Regions from separate parts of the Oncorhynchus mykiss genome. Here region 2 is linked to region 1. The links are chromatin contacts, called in public Hi-C maps. All regions are on one chromosome and are shown on one strand. The core of a region is the stretch at or near the end of the contact, and the rest is flanking DNA. Distances in the headings are between cores, read along the strand shown.

Region 1 (4,365 bases), core at 765-3,264:
TTAAATAAAAAATAAAAACTGTCAACAACTGAAACAATAAGTGGCCAGTTCTCGGTTAAAAGGTAGTCCCAACTTGTCTGGGCTCAGGTAACGATCTCCATATCAAAAATGCAAGTCAACAAAGACTTCTGGCTGAGTGAGAGTGATGACTCAGTCAAATCAATCCTGTACACACCCAACAGTACACACCCATGGCAAATTTACCTAGCAGCCAGTGCAGGAAGGCATAAACATCTTGGTCCTCTGAGCCCTCGGCCCCTGTGTTCTGCACAAGGAAAAACAGAGGTCACTAAATAGCACAGTGTAATGTATTATGTTGTTCTGTGTTGGAGCTAAAGATCTCACTGTACACTATGAACATGTAGAGTAGATGTGTAACGAAGTGTTGTAACTGTGTAACAATCTTACTAACAACTCTGCTACAACACAACTGTGAAGCTGCAACCCACAATGCACTTTATATGGAAGAAAAGTGTGTGGTTGAACAGAAACATGTTAATGAGGACCTCACCACTTGTCTGGCGGACATAATGGTGCATATGAAGATACCCAGAGACACCATCGCTATGGAGAGATATTTACTCATTGAATACCTGCAGGGGAAAAGATGCAGTACCTGGTTTTAGAAACTTCCTATCAGAGTTTGGATAACCAGATTAGCTATAAGATCTATAAAAAATATAGTTAAGCTCATAATTATAAACAGCAGTCTGAGCATGCAACATAGTGACAAAAGCAGCAGCACATTCCCATGATGCAACACTTAATACAACTGAAATGCAAAGCATTCATCTATCAAAATAATGGCTCTAGGGTGTCTTTTTAGCAACATCTACATTCTAACATGCTAAACGAGTTTAAAGGGTTGTGATGTAAGAGAGAGGGGGGGGGGGGGGGGTATATATAAAGACTGCCAGGGCAAGAGATATTAGGCAGGGATGTATACCTTTTCTTCAGAATTATTATACCCAGGATCATATTAGCTATTAATGATCCCTGTGGAGATATAACACACAAAGCACACACTTAGTCAACCAATAAGAGATTTTAAATGGTAATAGGTGGTATGAGGCATCAGACATTGAGTTAAAGTTAGGCTATCAGGAAATTGATTTGGACTAAGGAAATTGATATACTTACAGATCTGAAGATCATGTGCAGAGGCATAGCGATATTGAAGTTGAGGGCATAGTTGTTGATCACACTGACTGTGAAGAACATGGTCACCATGATCACATAGTTGCTATAAAGAAGAAATAAACACAACGTTTAAATGAAAACTGTGCTTCTCATCTCATTCTTAATAGACATACAGACAGACAGGCCGGCAGACGGACAGACACGCAGACAGACAACAAAATGATAACTAGACATTAGGACGTTAGGCTACCTCATTGGAATAGCTGGTTTCTTTCTTCCAAAGTTCGTCTCGAAGATGAACCCCTCCAATGCAATGAAGGCAAATTGAGCAAAGGTCACAATGTTGCCACATCCTGGAAACTTTCTGGGAGAAGGCAGAATGCATTAACAGTGTGTATGAATCGTATAAATTAGTAGGAAATATGCTAGCCTACATAATATATTAGTGTAATGTAAGCGAAACATCATCTTAGCTATACAACCAAAGAATGCAGAAATACTGAAAAGATTGAACCTAATTTAACCATGGAAGCTAGTAGCCTAGTCTAGCGCAGTCAATAGTTCATTCGTTCAGTTCATAACTGACCTTACAAGTAGTTCCAGAAACACAACATTGCTGCAGCACCCAACAAAAACAAGAAGTACTGCAAAAATGGTGTTCATGTTTGCAGTTATCGGTAAAAACTTTGTCGAAAATTATATACGTTACTTGTTCAAGAGTATTTCTAACGAGGACATTGTGTAAACACAGGTCCCTGCCCGAGATAAAGCTAGATAAATAAATTGGTACGCTTGGGTATTGTAGTTTCCACAATGATAACAACATTTCCCATAAAGATAGTCTTTACGCAGCATTGCGCATAACTGATTCCTGCGAACGTATCATTTGAGCGTACATGCGTCGATCCAGAAGACGTGGCTCCAGCTTTTCTCCTCTGCTGTCAACAAGCTTCACACAACAGAGACTGCTAGAAGCTATCTAACGATTATTGAATGAGCAGTAGTTATTGGCCAATTGCTACACTGCAGCCAAAATGATCTCTCTAACGGATTCACAAAGTAAGACCATTTTAATTTATAAATGAAATGTTTTAAGCTTGTTTTTTCGCTTTGTGAACTACTTCTTCTAGCTAGCTAGCTATAATTTAATGAATGGGACCAGTTGGGCCCATCGCCCTATTTTATGAGCTTCAATGCTAGTCATATCATTGCAGCTAGGCATCGCTAGTTAGAAGAATCTGTACTGTAGTTCGTAGCTAGCTCATGAGTTCCCTGATCTCCCTGATCTGCAGACTGAGTGCCATATGGATGGATGGATGGAGGTGTCAATCCAATGTCAATGGAAAGCGTAAATGAACTATGTATTAACATCTATTTTGGCTCCACAGAGATCGGGATGGGGTTGACAGGCTTCGGCGTGTTCTTCCTCTTCTTCGGTATGGTCCTGTTTTTTGACAAAGCTCTTCTTGCCATTGGAAATGTGAGTTACAGCCCAAGCCTACATAATCAGAATGTTATGACGTATGCCATAGATTCCCCTCTGTGTGTATGTGCACCAGCTTTCTTTATGGTAAAGTAACAACACGGCCTCATTTCTGCTGCTATACTCCTTCCTCTCTGGAAGAAACCCTTTCAGCTATTGTTGTGGAGGCCTTTGATGATTCTCTGTTGTAATGCATGGCGACACTTCCTTAGCGGCAGTATATGTCAGGGTTTCTGATCAAACCACCGTGTCAGGACCTGTCTAGCTTGTATTATTGGTATGTGACCTCCAGCAGTTCGCATAGCTAAATTAAGTGATAAGACATACTGTATTGCACTAGCTTTGCATCCAAAATGATTTCACTGCCTTTTACCTCACCGTTGTTGAAGTGAAACAACTGTAGCAACACAAAACAAAAATATGAACTCAACATGTAAAGTGTTGGTCCCATGTTTCTTGAGCTGAAATAAAAGGTCCCGGAAATGTTCCATATGCACAAAAAGCTTATTACTCTCTTTTTGGCAACATTTTGTTTATATCCCTGTTAGTGAACATTTATATTTTGTCAAGATAATCCGTCCACCTGACAGTTGTGACATATCAAGAAGCTGATTAAACAGCATGATCATTACACAGGTGCACTCTAAACAACAATCAATCATAATCACTAGTTAACTACACATGGTTGATGATATTACTAGATATTATCTAGCGTGTCCTGCGTTGCATATAATCTGATTGAGCGGTGGTAGGCAGAAGCAGGCGCGTAAACATTCATTCAAACAGCACTTTCGTGCGTTTTGCCAGCAGCTCTTCGTTGTGCGTCAAGCATTGCGCTGTTTATGACTTCACGCCTATCAACTCCCGAGATGAGGCTGGTATAACTGAAGTGAAATGGCTAGCTAGTTAGCGCGCGCTAATTGTCGATGTGTTCCTGGTTCGAGCCCAGGGAGGAGAGGGACTAAAAGCTATACTGTTACACTGGCAATACTAAAGTGCCTATAAGAAGTTTGGATGCAGCCAGGCTAGTACTGCCAATCCTCTGTTAATTTATTGTCCCTGTGTTTGTGTGTCAGATATTGTTTGTAGCAGGCCTAGCCTTTGTCATCGGCTTGGAGCGTACCTTCAAATTCTTCTTCCAGAGACACAAATTTAAAGCCACCAGTTTCTTCCTGGGGGGCGTGGTCGTGGTTCTGATTGGCTGGCCCATCATTGGAGTGGTGCTGGAGATCTATGGATTTTTCCTCTTATTCAGGTGAGTTGGTCTGAAATGAAAATTGGTTAAAAAAAAATGGGCTAATCTCAAGTTTTTTTCCTTGCTTCCTCTCTCCTTGTCTAATCAAAATATCAGAGGGAAGCGATTAGAGCTTTGGAGGAGAAACATTCTCCTCCAGTGCTCTCCCGTTTCGCTTCCCTCTGATATTTTGGGAAGGTGGGGGTGTGATGTACCAAGGATGTGATGAATCAAGAAATATACTTTTGAATTTCACCCTAAATGATAGTCCTCCTCAGTCTCTCACCTCTATATGCCACTCTCTTCTCTTTTCCAGGGGCTTTTTCCCAGTGGCAGTAGGCTTCATCAGGAGGGTGCCTGTCCTCGGGTCCATACTCAACCTCCCAGGGATTAGTGGAGTAAGTATCACATTAATTTGCTGTGTGTAATGTGGCAAAGTTCATAGAATTGTCAGTCAGCTGTTTTTGTCTCATTGCTTTTTTTCATCACTGTGCCTGTCCTCAGGGCG
Region 2 (4,365 bases), core at 708-3,207, 160 kb before region 1:
GTCTCCCGGGGGTCACCGGCTGGGGTCTGAACGACGTTGGAGGCCCAGGTGTCTCAGGGGACATAGACATTGAACCCAGGCTGTCGTGAGAGTGGGAGGCCATCATGCCTGGAGGAACACGCTGGGGGTTGAGGGAGGTGAGGGGCTCCCTGGGCTCCATGCTCCAGTCGGGGCTGAAGCCAGAGTGCATGCGAGGCCTCTTGGAGGTGGGCATCATACCCATGGCGGCGTCGGGGCTGTCCAGGTGTCTCTTCACAGGGTGGTTCTCATCGTTCACCGCCTCGTCATCATCCATATCCTCGTCGGTATCGTCCAGCGGGACCTGCATGGCCTCAGCAGAGGTGCCCATGTCAGCCAGGGCTTCCTCCTCTTCTGCAGTTGAGAAAGAGAGAGAGATATATAATACTGAGTTAAATCAATCACTAAATCTTCTAGGGTCTGATTGGCATTGAATTAAAGGTCAAGGATAAAAACATTATCTGTTTGACAAAACCCCATAAACACACAAAAACAGAAGCATCCTCTCCCCATCATCCGTATCTCACAACATTCTCCACGCACAACTGTTCTCCATAGAGGTACGTTGTGTAACACAAACACACACAATGCTACAGCCTTACCTTCCTGTAGTGAGACCAAGGGTGGCATATAATCTGGAATGTAGTCCTTCCTCTCCTCTGCGTCCCACCGGACCCCCACTCCAGGCTGAGGGAACTGCAGCACGTTGTTCTTGCTGAGGGGGAAGAGGGGCGTCTGCTGGGCGAACCCTACGGGCTCCAGGTTGTGGACATAGTCCTCCAGCTCAGATAGACTCACCCCCAGCAGCCTAAATGCCTGGCCTACGTCATCCAGCACTGGGTCTGTTCTCCCATCTAGGAACAGACAGGAGAATGCATGAGACATCAAAACGAAAGGCCTTCTTTTACATGCATCTTCCTAAGGATCAAACCCAAGGGGTGAGACTGAATGGACAACAAGGATCATGCCATACCAGGACTTGTCTGCATACAGTATTTCCTTTGTCAAACAGATCCTCCTCTTTCTTAAATCCTGGTTTGATTGAGCCAAAATGAAGATATCCTAAACCATTAGCTGTTATGTCGTCAGCATATAGTTACTTTTCTGTAATTTCATCCTGTACAATTATTGACAAACCTACTACATTTATAGGACAGTATTTTCTTAAAAGCCATTCTAAAATGAGATACCACACTGTTTTCCTTCTCTGCCATGTTGAACACTCCCCTGTGTTGACATCTGAGCTAACCATGTCGGACACAGCATGACAGGTTTTTAGAGAAACACAAATACACATGGCCAAAACATACACAATTAAGCTAACAGCTACATACATGCAATACTTAGAAAATGTATACTCGCAAACATAACCAAGTCTGGTCATTGATTACATAATGTGGCTTACTAACATAGTTGGTTAGCAGCTTGGTTATGTTTACTGAAAATGTATATTATTAGAACTAACGTTAGGCCTCGGTTGGAGGGGGCGCTTAGTCACATAAACAACGTGACTCAATACCTAGCCAGATCACTTTCACTTCAAGTAGACATTTCAGAAATACAGTACTTACAGAGCTCCGAATATCGATGACAACCCCTGGCCAACTGCTGGATATATCTGTGCAGAACATCGGAAAGCAGGTCGCAGGCGGTGAGCTGCACCGCATCCCAGCCCAACGCTTGGCAGATCTGCGCCACCGACACACGCAGCAGCGAGCGGGCATAGCTCTCGCACATCACGCTGACTTTAGTAACGGTCGTGGCTTCGTCAATCCCTACTATAGAACATCTTCCTGGTCTTCATGATGCATGAAATACATGCAGGTCGCGAACAAAACGCTCGATGAGGGTTAATTTTGACATCTATTCGAGTAAATATGTTGGCGGTCTTGTCAGAGCCGCCATCTTGTTTCCACCGACAAAACCATCGATTTGACATGCGCAAAAACATGGGACAACCCACAGAAGAAAGGTACGTTCGCAGGGATCATTACCTACGCTGCGCAGCCGGAAAACTTTTCAACTACCAAACAGCCATTCCATTTTCCCTGACATAAATAACCGTAGGAATAAAGTAAAGAAGGACACTCAGCTATGGATGAAGAATATGATGTTATCGTTCTCGGTACCGGGTTAACGGTGAGAAAATGGACAAAGCAATAGTACGAACTTCCAATAGTCGAAGCATGCTCATGCATGACATGTCACAGTTAGGTGTGTAGGCTAATGTCATGGCTAACTAGTGCTAAATGAGCTTGCTTTCTGTTTAGTTAGATATCCATTTTAAGTTATTTTCAGAAATGTGTCTGCTTTGTTTTTCAGTAGTGTTATCTGTGTGTGTTGATACTTTCCACAGTCTACAACAAGTGACAGCTCACGTACAATAACTAGTATTTCCTGTTATTTTCAACTAGAGTAAAATCACAGAACAATGAGACAGATATTTCACAGGATGTATAAATGTGAAGCATCCGCTTGGCGTTTCCACTCACTACCAAATATGGCAGTGAGAGGAAGCCCACTGGCGGGCAGTGGGAGGAGATGGATTTTGGCCGAAATTCTGCAAATTCTTATCGACAAAAACATTTGATCTCAATACAGTTTTCTGTAGCCAAAACTAAAATATGCTATGAACATAGTGGACCAAGGTTTGTAGACTTTACCCTTTGTGAACGTTTTTATTTTATTTTAATTATTGTTGTTTAGAAGGAACGCAAAGGCGAAATGAGCTATTAAGCGTTCCCTAACGGAAATATGCAGATGATGGTAGAACGCGCCAATAGGATTTCGCTCACACGTCCCTGACTCTTCACCCCTCCTTGCTTGTTCTGCCCACTATGGCTCACGTGTTCACATTGGAAACGACAGGCTGTGGTCTATCTTGGTTTAGTTATAAAAAATATATTTGGTAAAATGTAGCTAACGTTAGCTAGTTGGCTACACTAGCTAGCTACTAGTAGCCAGTTTAGCTAGTTGTGGTGTTAGCTGTTATACTGTTTACATTGTTCTTTAAACATCTGTCTAAAACATAAAATATCACTTTTATACATTTATTTTTTGTTGTTTAACGAATTTACCTATCTGACTTCTATCTATTTATTTCCTAAGGAATGCATTCTGTCTGGCATTATGTCAGTAAAGGGGAAGAAGGTGCTTCATATGGACAGGAACTCGTACTATGGAGCAGAGAGCGCTTCCATCACACCACTGGAAGACGTAAGCGAAGGCACACAAGATGACCATTTTCATGCTATCATGCCTGTCCTGTTTTCTTTTGGTCAAGCCTTAACTAGGCCAGCCCAGTAATTGGCTCAACTCAGATCAGTAGTGTGGAAAGGGTATTAACCTGGGCAGTATTCATTATTCAAATTCCGTTGCAAAACGTTTCATCCTTTGCAAAACGTTTTGCAATGGATACCGTTTACCATTTACTCTAGAACCCAATCGGAACCAAACGGGGAGGGACCTACCTGAATTTGTCCAATAGAAACTTGTTTTCCCGTTGCAAAACGTTTTCTGTTTGTAGTAAACCAAATGTTTTGTAACGGAATCCAACTAATGAAAATGGTTCTAAAACAGCCCACATCATGTGGTGCTATCACACAAATATAGAGTTAGTTACATGTTCTATTATCTATGTTGTCACACAGATATAGAGTAAGTGACATGTTATGTTATCTATGCTGTCACATTTCATTATTATAGTTGAGGCACAGCTGAGTTTGAGATACTCAAAAACTGACACCACTGTTTTACTGTCAAAGAAATTAAGTAATCAAATCCACGTTTATTTGTCACGTGCGCCGAATACAACAGGTGTAGTAGACCTTACAGTGAAATGCTGAATACAACAGGTGTAGTAGACCTGACAGTGAAATGCTGAATACAACAGGTGTAGTAGACCTTACAGTGAAATGCTGAATACAACAGGTGTAGTAGACCTTACAGTGAAATGCTGAATACAACAGGTGTAGTAGTCCTTACAGTGAAATGCTGAATACAACAGGTGTAGTAGACCTTACAGTGAAATGCTGAATACAACAGGTGTAGTAGACCTTACAGTGAAATGCTGAATACAACAGGTGTAGTAGACCTTACAGTGAAATGCTGAATACAACAGGTGTAGTAGACCTTATAGTGAAATGCTGAATACAACAGCTGTAGTAGACCTTACAGTGAAATGCTGAATACAACAGGTGTAGTAGACCTTAATGTGAAATGATGAATACAACAGGTGTAGTAGACCTTACAGTGCAATGCCGAATACAACAGGTGTAGTAGACCTCACAGTGAAATGCTGAATACAACAGGTGTAGTAGACCTTACAGTGAAATGCTGAATACAACA

Evidence for each region. Hi-C and Micro-C count contacts between places; a contact is called where the count stands out from the background.
Region 2: a contact with region 1 is called in a Hi-C map of liver, with 8 times the contacts expected there. The contact joins the promoter of LOC110500275 here to the promoter of LOC110500221 in region 1. A contact is called at or near these places in 2 of 3 Hi-C or Micro-C datasets (blood and liver).

What each region holds. Positions count from the first base shown.
Region 1 is chr2:94,527,257-94,531,621 of USDA_OmykA_1.1, reverse strand. LOC110500221 (vesicle transport protein GOT1B) reads left to right here and starts at 2,014. Exons shown (of 6, transcript XM_021577466.2): 1 at 2,014-2,199; 2 at 2,529-2,620; 3 at 3,700-3,878; 4 at 4,174-4,255. The coding sequence starts at 2,175. It overlaps LOC110500215 (UDP-xylose and UDP-N-acetylglucosamine transporter), which reads right to left and starts at 1,981. Exons shown (of 10, transcript XM_021577436.2): 1 at 1,727-1,981; 2 at 1,391-1,500; 3 at 1,141-1,243; 4 at 947-996; 5 at 512-593; 6 at 205-265. The coding sequence starts at 1,966.
Region 2 is chr2:94,684,437-94,688,801 of USDA_OmykA_1.1, reverse strand. LOC110500275 (transcription initiation factor TFIID subunit 3) reads right to left here and starts at 1,957. Exons shown (of 7, transcript XM_021577568.2): 1 at 1,590-1,957; 2 at 621-872; 3 at 1-372. The coding sequence starts at 1,755. LOC110500283 (rab GDP dissociation inhibitor beta) reads left to right here and starts at 1,981. Exons shown (of 11, transcript XM_021577580.2): 1 at 1,981-2,157; 2 at 3,127-3,234. The coding sequence starts at 2,113.